Linked DNA regions of Arabidopsis thaliana: region 2 is linked to region 1. The links are chromatin contacts, called in public ChIA-PET maps. All regions are on one chromosome and are shown on one strand. Each heading gives the region's core, a stretch centred on a gene start, on an enhancer-like site or on the middle of the called end of the contact. The rest is flanking DNA. Distances are from core to core; before and after follow the strand shown. Region 1 holds the start of 2-Cys Prx B (2-cysteine peroxiredoxin B). Region 2 holds the start of FLA17 (FASCICLIN-like arabinogalactan protein 17).

What was found. ChIA-PET counts read pairs in DNA pulled down with a chosen protein or histone mark.
Region 2: a contact with region 1 is called in an H3K4me3 ChIA-PET map of shoot, with 13 read pairs. The contact joins the promoter of FLA17 here to the promoter of 2-Cys Prx B in region 1.

Annotation. Positions count from the first base shown.
Region 1 is chr5:1,917,617-1,920,828 of TAIR10.1, forward strand. It overlaps 2-Cys Prx B (2-cysteine peroxiredoxin B), which reads left to right and starts at 1,464. Exons shown (of 7, transcript NM_120712.4): 1 at 1,464-1,991; 2 at 2,392-2,466; 3 at 2,584-2,665; 4 at 2,755-2,834; 5 at 3,009-3,134. The coding sequence starts at 1,764. It overlaps AT5G06280, which reads right to left and starts at 1,271. Exons shown (of 2, transcript NM_120711.2): 1 at 752-1,271; 2 at 25-485. The coding sequence starts at 1,233. The coding sequence ends at 763. It also overlaps the pseudogene AT5G06278.
Region 2 is chr5:1,950,989-1,954,467 of TAIR10.1, forward strand. It overlaps FLA17 (FASCICLIN-like arabinogalactan protein 17), which reads left to right and starts at 1,517. Exons shown (of 3, transcript NM_120722.4): 1 at 1,517-3,253. The coding sequence starts at 1,951.

The DNA.
Region 1 (3,212 bases), core at 214-2,713:
AATCTCCATCATATGCTTCTTTATTGTATGAAACCTTCTGATTCATCTCATCTATCCGCAGGTTACCACTCTACGGAGAGATCAAAATCGCTCTTCTCATCTACTTATGTTACCCGAAATCACAGGTACTAACTACAGTACAATGCAATAAAAATCTAATGAGAATTCATTCTCATTCTTAGATTCACAAAACGACCAATCTTCTTCTCTTGGTTTCTAACAGGGACTTAGCTATGTCTACGAGAAGCTACTATGTCCATACATGTCAAAACATGAATCTGACATCGATCAAGGAATCTCTGTCTTAAAGATAAGAGGACATTTAGTAATTGCTCAACTACTGCAATGTATCTTCCACTGGAGCCTCCAAATCTTCAAGCAATTGCAACAACAATTCACCATCTATAAGGTATTCAAAACAAACATATACATCCTCAAGCTTTACTGCATCAGAGCACTCTCACCAAATCCATCACTTCCTTTGTCTACAGAATAAAAACCAATCAAAGTCAAAAGATCAACAACAAACAAGAACTTCTTTAATGTTTCTCCGTTAGAAGGTGCCTGCTATACTACTCTAAGCCACAATCTCAATAACCGGGTTTTTAAACCGCCGGTTAACCGGAGTTTCACATGACTTCAAATTGACCACAGACGAACAAAAAAAAAAAGATTTTTCCTTTGATATGTTTTGAATATTGTAACACTTTATTGTATACAATTCAATTCATGAAAAATCCAATTTTCTCACCAAATCAAAGTTTATTTGACAATCAAAGGAACACGAAACGATTGAAAAATCCAATCAAACACACGTCGCAAGAACTGAAACCCGGCGGATAAGTGAAGCCAAACGCGGCGGAAGAATTGAGAACCAGCAGAATCATCTGACGAAGTAAGCACCGTTGGTTGAAGATAAGACAAAGCAGCTTGCTTAACGAGACGGTTACGAATCGAGATATCTCCGGCGGCGGTGGATATAACAGGAGAGCAGCTACCGTTGATCGACGGTAAATTGAGTGAAGAGTTAATCGGAGAAGAGATGATATCTCTGAGAGAAGTGTAAGCTACGAAAGAGGATGGTTTTACGGAGATGAGCTCGTAATCGAACGAAGACGGCGGCGTTGAAGCTATGTCGAAAGGAACTTCTGGAGGAGTTAGAGTCGTCATGTTGGATATGGATTTTGTACGGCGGAGTTGAGTCGCCGGAGATTGTGACGGCGGAATCTCCATAGTCTTTCTTCTTCTTTTTTTTTGTTTGGTTTGTTTGTGAGTTTGTGGCTGATTGGGTTTTGCGAGTGTTTAAAGTAAGGAAGGAGGTCCAATTATTGATCTCTATGATATGTACATTTGTCACTATCTTGTGTTGTATTAATTAGTAAAGAGATACGTTTACTTTATTTGTATTTTCTTAATTATTATGATTGGAATGGAAGATAGTAGGCAAATTACAAAATTTAAGGATTGATTACTATTTTTGATGTGAAGATTAGATGGAAATATATTCGGAAATCCAACCAGCCTAAAAATAGATTTTGATTTAATTATCAAAGTATGATCATCAACACGGTGTCGTTCCGGTTCATCGAACATTCCACTTCTTTCTTCTTGTCTGAAAAATCTAGAAGAGCAGCTATTTGGTTTCTCTATCCGATTCGTCTCTCTCACGCCCTCACGTTTATCCACCTCATCCTCAAACCAAACCACAAGACCTCTTTTTTAAGTAACCAATCACAGAGAGATAGAGAGAGAGAACAGAGTCAATGTCAATGGCGTCTATAGCTTCTTCTTCTTCCACCACCCTACTCTCTTCCTCTAGGGTTCTTCTTCCCTCCAAGTCTTCTCTTTTATCTCCTACCGTCTCTTTCCCCAGAATCATACCCTCTTCCTCGGCATCATCCTCTTCTCTCTGTTCCGGGTTCTCCAGTCTCGGTTCCCTCACCACCAACCGCTCCGCCTCACGCCGGAACTTCGCCGTCAAGGCTCAGGCTGTAAGTTGACTCGCAATGCCATAAATTTCTTGTATTTGCTCCATCTTCTCATTCACTATGATTGTTGTATGAATTCGTTAGCTTGTTATAATGGGATCCGTACTATTTTCCTGCTTCTTATCTCTTAAGGGTTTTGAGATCATTGGATAAAAGACTAAACTTTAAACTTTTTAGAGTTCTGCGATTTGAATTGAGCGACATTTTTGTTACCCTTCTTTCGGGTTTAATTAGGGATGGGAGGAAATGATCTGAAATTAATTAATATGATTCACATTTGGCTCATACACAGAAATCTTTTGAGCCCTGCATAGATAGTGAACACCAGTTAAAGAACATTTTGTGTGGTTAAACAATTCGATGATCGATGACTGACTAGTGTTTATATGTTTTATGAATGCAGGATGATTTACCACTGGTCGGTAATAAGGCGCCTGATTTTGAAGCTGAGGCAGTTTTTGATCAAGAGTTCATAAAGGTACTTTCATTCCATTCAAACCTTATTTAACATGTTAGTTAGTTAAGTGTCATAAGCTAAGGTCAATGCAGTAGAGCAATGTTCTGATAGTAATCGACCTATGAATCATGGTTTCAGGTGAAGCTCTCTGAGTACATTGGCAAAAAGTATGTTATTCTATTCTTCTACCCTTTGGACTTCACTTTTGTCTGCCCCACTGGTTAGTATTCTGCTAAGGAAATAGCTTCAAAACTGAAACTCTCGCCCTCATAGTCACTGAAATTTCCAATTTTTCTTTGCTTATTCTAGAGATTACTGCCTTCAGTGACCGTTATGAAGAATTTGAGAAGCTAAACACCGAAGTATTAGGGGTCTCTGTCGACAGTGTGGTAAGTCAAATTTTTATTTCTCCACCTGAACCAAGAAAGAACATTCTGGTCTCAGCATTTTGAAAAATGGTTTCAAGTATTTGATGTACTCAGAACCTTGGCAAGTGGCAGTCTGATAATCGAATGGAACGTTTTCTTTTGGATAATGGAACGTTTGATTCCATGTTCATGTAGTTCTCGCATCTTGCGTGGGTCCAAACAGACAGAAAGTCGGGAGGGCTCGGTGATCTGAATTATCCTCTTGTTTCGGATATCACTAAATCCATTTCAAAATCGTTTGGAGTGCTCATCCCTGATCAGGTAAACGATTTCTTCTGACATAGTTGCATCATACTTGCATTGAGTCCAATCCACTTGTGTTCTTTCAAGTAACGTATA
Region 2 (3,479 bases), core at 267-2,766, 33 kb after region 1:
TGGTATAAGCTATCTATAATAGGTGTGACAGTCTAGGGCTTGAGAGAGAGAGAGAGAGAGAGAGAGAGAGAGAGAGAGAGTCAGGTCAGGTGGTAAAATAATAAAGGACATTGAGTGAAAAAAAGTGAATAAAGTTAAGTAATTAGGGTTTCATGTGAGGCCAGAGTACAGTGTGACTCTTCGTGTAAACTGTCCTTTTCTTTCTTTACCTTTTGATTTTATGTGGGGGACCTTTTGATTTGTTTTTCCCTTTACATTGATTTCACAGAGTTCCTACCACAACCATTACTTTCCTCTCCATATTTATTGACTCTTCTTTTATTTCCTCTTTTATCTCTTTTTATAAATACAGATTTGTTTAGTTTCAATTGTCATACACATGAAATGGAGCTGTGATAAGACAATTCTCCATGGATTTTGCTATGCGTTGAATCCCATGCAATTTTTTTTTGTCTTAAAATGTCTTTCCACAACATTAAGGTAAAGAAAAATTAAATACTCCTATACATTTAAATTCCTTTTTACTCCTCCCTCATATCACATAAGCAAACCTAACCCAATCGAAATATGTGGTCGCTGTATATCCTTCATTTAAGACATATAAAGAGTTAAAATCTTCATGCCAAACTAATATCACATGAATAAATAAAGTGTTCCCGGAGATTGATTCAACAATGAATGAACTATGCTAGTAATTAATTAATTATAAAAAGTTGAAAAACTATTTTTTTGTTTGGAGGCGTGAGCGAGCAGCAACCAACCTGTGCTATTAAGGCAAGGCTTGGATTACTTTACTGGTCGTGAAATGGAAAAAGCAGGAGAAACTATAAAAATGTTGAATTCTAGGTCAGTTTGAGGATAGTCCATGAGACCATGACCTAATCTGCAATAGTGTGAGCTATGGAGATGGAGAAGTATTAAAGACGGAGAGATTCCAGGGACGTTCACTGAAAACCTCTATATATTGAAGATTGAACTAGTTGTTTTTAATTAGAAAGGTGGACTTGTGATTTTTGAATATTTCCGGATCTCTTTTGTTGTGGAAAGCGAGAAGATATTTATAGGATTTACGTGATCCATATATTTTTGAAGTGCCACTTTTTTTTCATTCAATTGTAATTTGCGTCACTAAGAAAATGTTTATTTTGCAAAACCCATTAACTGTACGACTACAATCTACTATATGTGCTAAATAAGACAAACAGGCCAAAAGCCCAATTTGAGCCCACAAAAGGTTATACTTGTGTCTGTGTGGGGTTATAATAAACAAGATATTCGCTCTTTTAGTAAAAATGCTAGACGACAGAATAGATGCTTGTTTAGTAGCGTGGCCTTTACGCACAAATATGGCGCGTGGAAGTAAGTTTTCCGACGAGGGTCATTTACTCAATTCACAAACTCTACAGATGGATGTTTACGTCCCAAACCGACAGAGCCACGCGTTCCTCTCTCAGCTTCTTTCTTTTGCTTCCATCATAACTCACATGCCTCTTTTCACCTTTTTCCTTGTCCTAATTTCACTTTCAAGTTAAGTATCATCACACTTATTCATTCAGTCATTCACACATTATTTCCTCTCACCAAAATTACATAATTCTTGTGAACATTGGCTTAAAACCAAAAAAGAAATAAAGAAAGAGTAATAAGAGGAAGTAGAAGCCAAGGCCGAGCCGAGTCGAGTCGAGAGGTGAAAACATGCAAAGTCAGCAACAATTATAAAATTTGGTGTGGTCCCCATAACCAGCCTGGTTCGAAAAGTCGGAAAACCCAAAACTACACAACATAGACAACACAACCAAACTCATCTCTTTTTCTTTAACACTTCCACTTGCCATCGCCGACACTTCAAGAAAAATTAAAGAAAAGAAAGTAAACTCTTTCACCAAAAAAAATAAAGAAAATTTATTGTTCCATCTTTCTGATAATCGGATCTTACAGAGAGAGAGCTCCATGGATCGCCGCATCTATGGTGGCTCCGCCGTCATTCATCTCTTTCTCTTCTTCTCCGTCCTAATCTTCTCCGCCGCATCTGCATTATCCAAGAACCAGTCTCCTTCTTCCGGGTCGGGTCAGATCAACTCCAACTCTGTCCTCGTAGCTCTTCTTGACTCTCGTTACACTGAGCTAGCTGAGCTCGTCGAGAAAGCTCTTCTCCTTCAGACACTTGAAGACGCTGTTGGTCGTCACAATATTACCATTTTTGCTCCTCGCAATGAAGCTCTTGAGCGTGACCTTGACCCTGAGTTCAAGCGGTTCTTGCTCGAGCCAGGTAATCTCAAATCTCTGCAAACACTCCTCATGTTCCACATTATACCCAATCGGGTCGGGTCGAACCAATGGCCTTCAGAAGAATCGGGTCGGGTCAAGCACCACACGCTAGGGAACGATCAGGTCCGTTTGAGCAACGGACAAGGAAAAAAGATGGTTGATTTAGCTGAGATTATCCGACCCGATGATTTGACCCGACCCGACGGATTGATCCACGGGATTGAACGGCTTCTCATTCCTCGCTCTGTTCAAGAAGATTTCAATCGCCGTCGTAGCCTTCAATCAATCTCCGCCGTCTTACCTGAAGGAGCTCCTGAAGTTGACCCGAGAACCAACCGTCTCAAGAAACCCGCAGCTCCAGTACCCGCCGGATCTCCACCAGCTCTTCCGATCCAATCCGCTATGGCCCCTGGTCCGTCGCTAGCTCCGGCACCAGCTCCGGGACCTGGAGGCAAGCAGCACCACTTCGACGGTGAGGCTCAAGTCAAAGATTTCATCCATACACTGTTACATTACGGCGGTTACAACGAGATGGCAGATATTCTCGTGAATCTGACGTCACTCGCGACAGAGATGGGACGGTTGGTGTCAGAAGGCTATGTGTTAACGGTTTTGGCTCCTAACGATGAAGCAATGGCGAAATTGACCACGGATCAGCTGAGTGAGCCAGGAGCACCGGAGCAGATCGTATACTACCATATAATCCCTGAGTATCAAACGGAGGAGAGTATGTACAATTCTGTTAGGAGATTTGGGAAGGTGAAGTTCGATACGTTGCGTTTTCCTCATAAGGTTGCGGCTAAGGAAGCTGATGGTTCCGTTAAGTTTGGTGACGGTGAGAAGTCGGCGTATTTGTTTGATCCTGATATCTATACGGACGGTCGGATTTCGGTTCAGGGGATTGACGGTGTTTTGTTTCCACAAGAGGAGGAGGTTGTTGAATCGGTTAAGAAACCGGTTAAGAAAATTGTTCAGCCGAGAAGAGGTACGCTTTTGTTTTTATTGCATTTGATCTTTTATGTGTGTTCCTCAAATTGTGTGCTTAGTATTGATTTTCTGCGTGTGGCAAAGTTTAGATAATGAAGTAGCAATAGTTTGGTACATTGATCTAGTGTTTAGGTATGATCAAATCCAATTGGCTTCCTGGTTTAGGTAAATAACCGAGGCACAATGAGATCATGATAATGGTAGTGTTGTCAGTTGTGAATGTT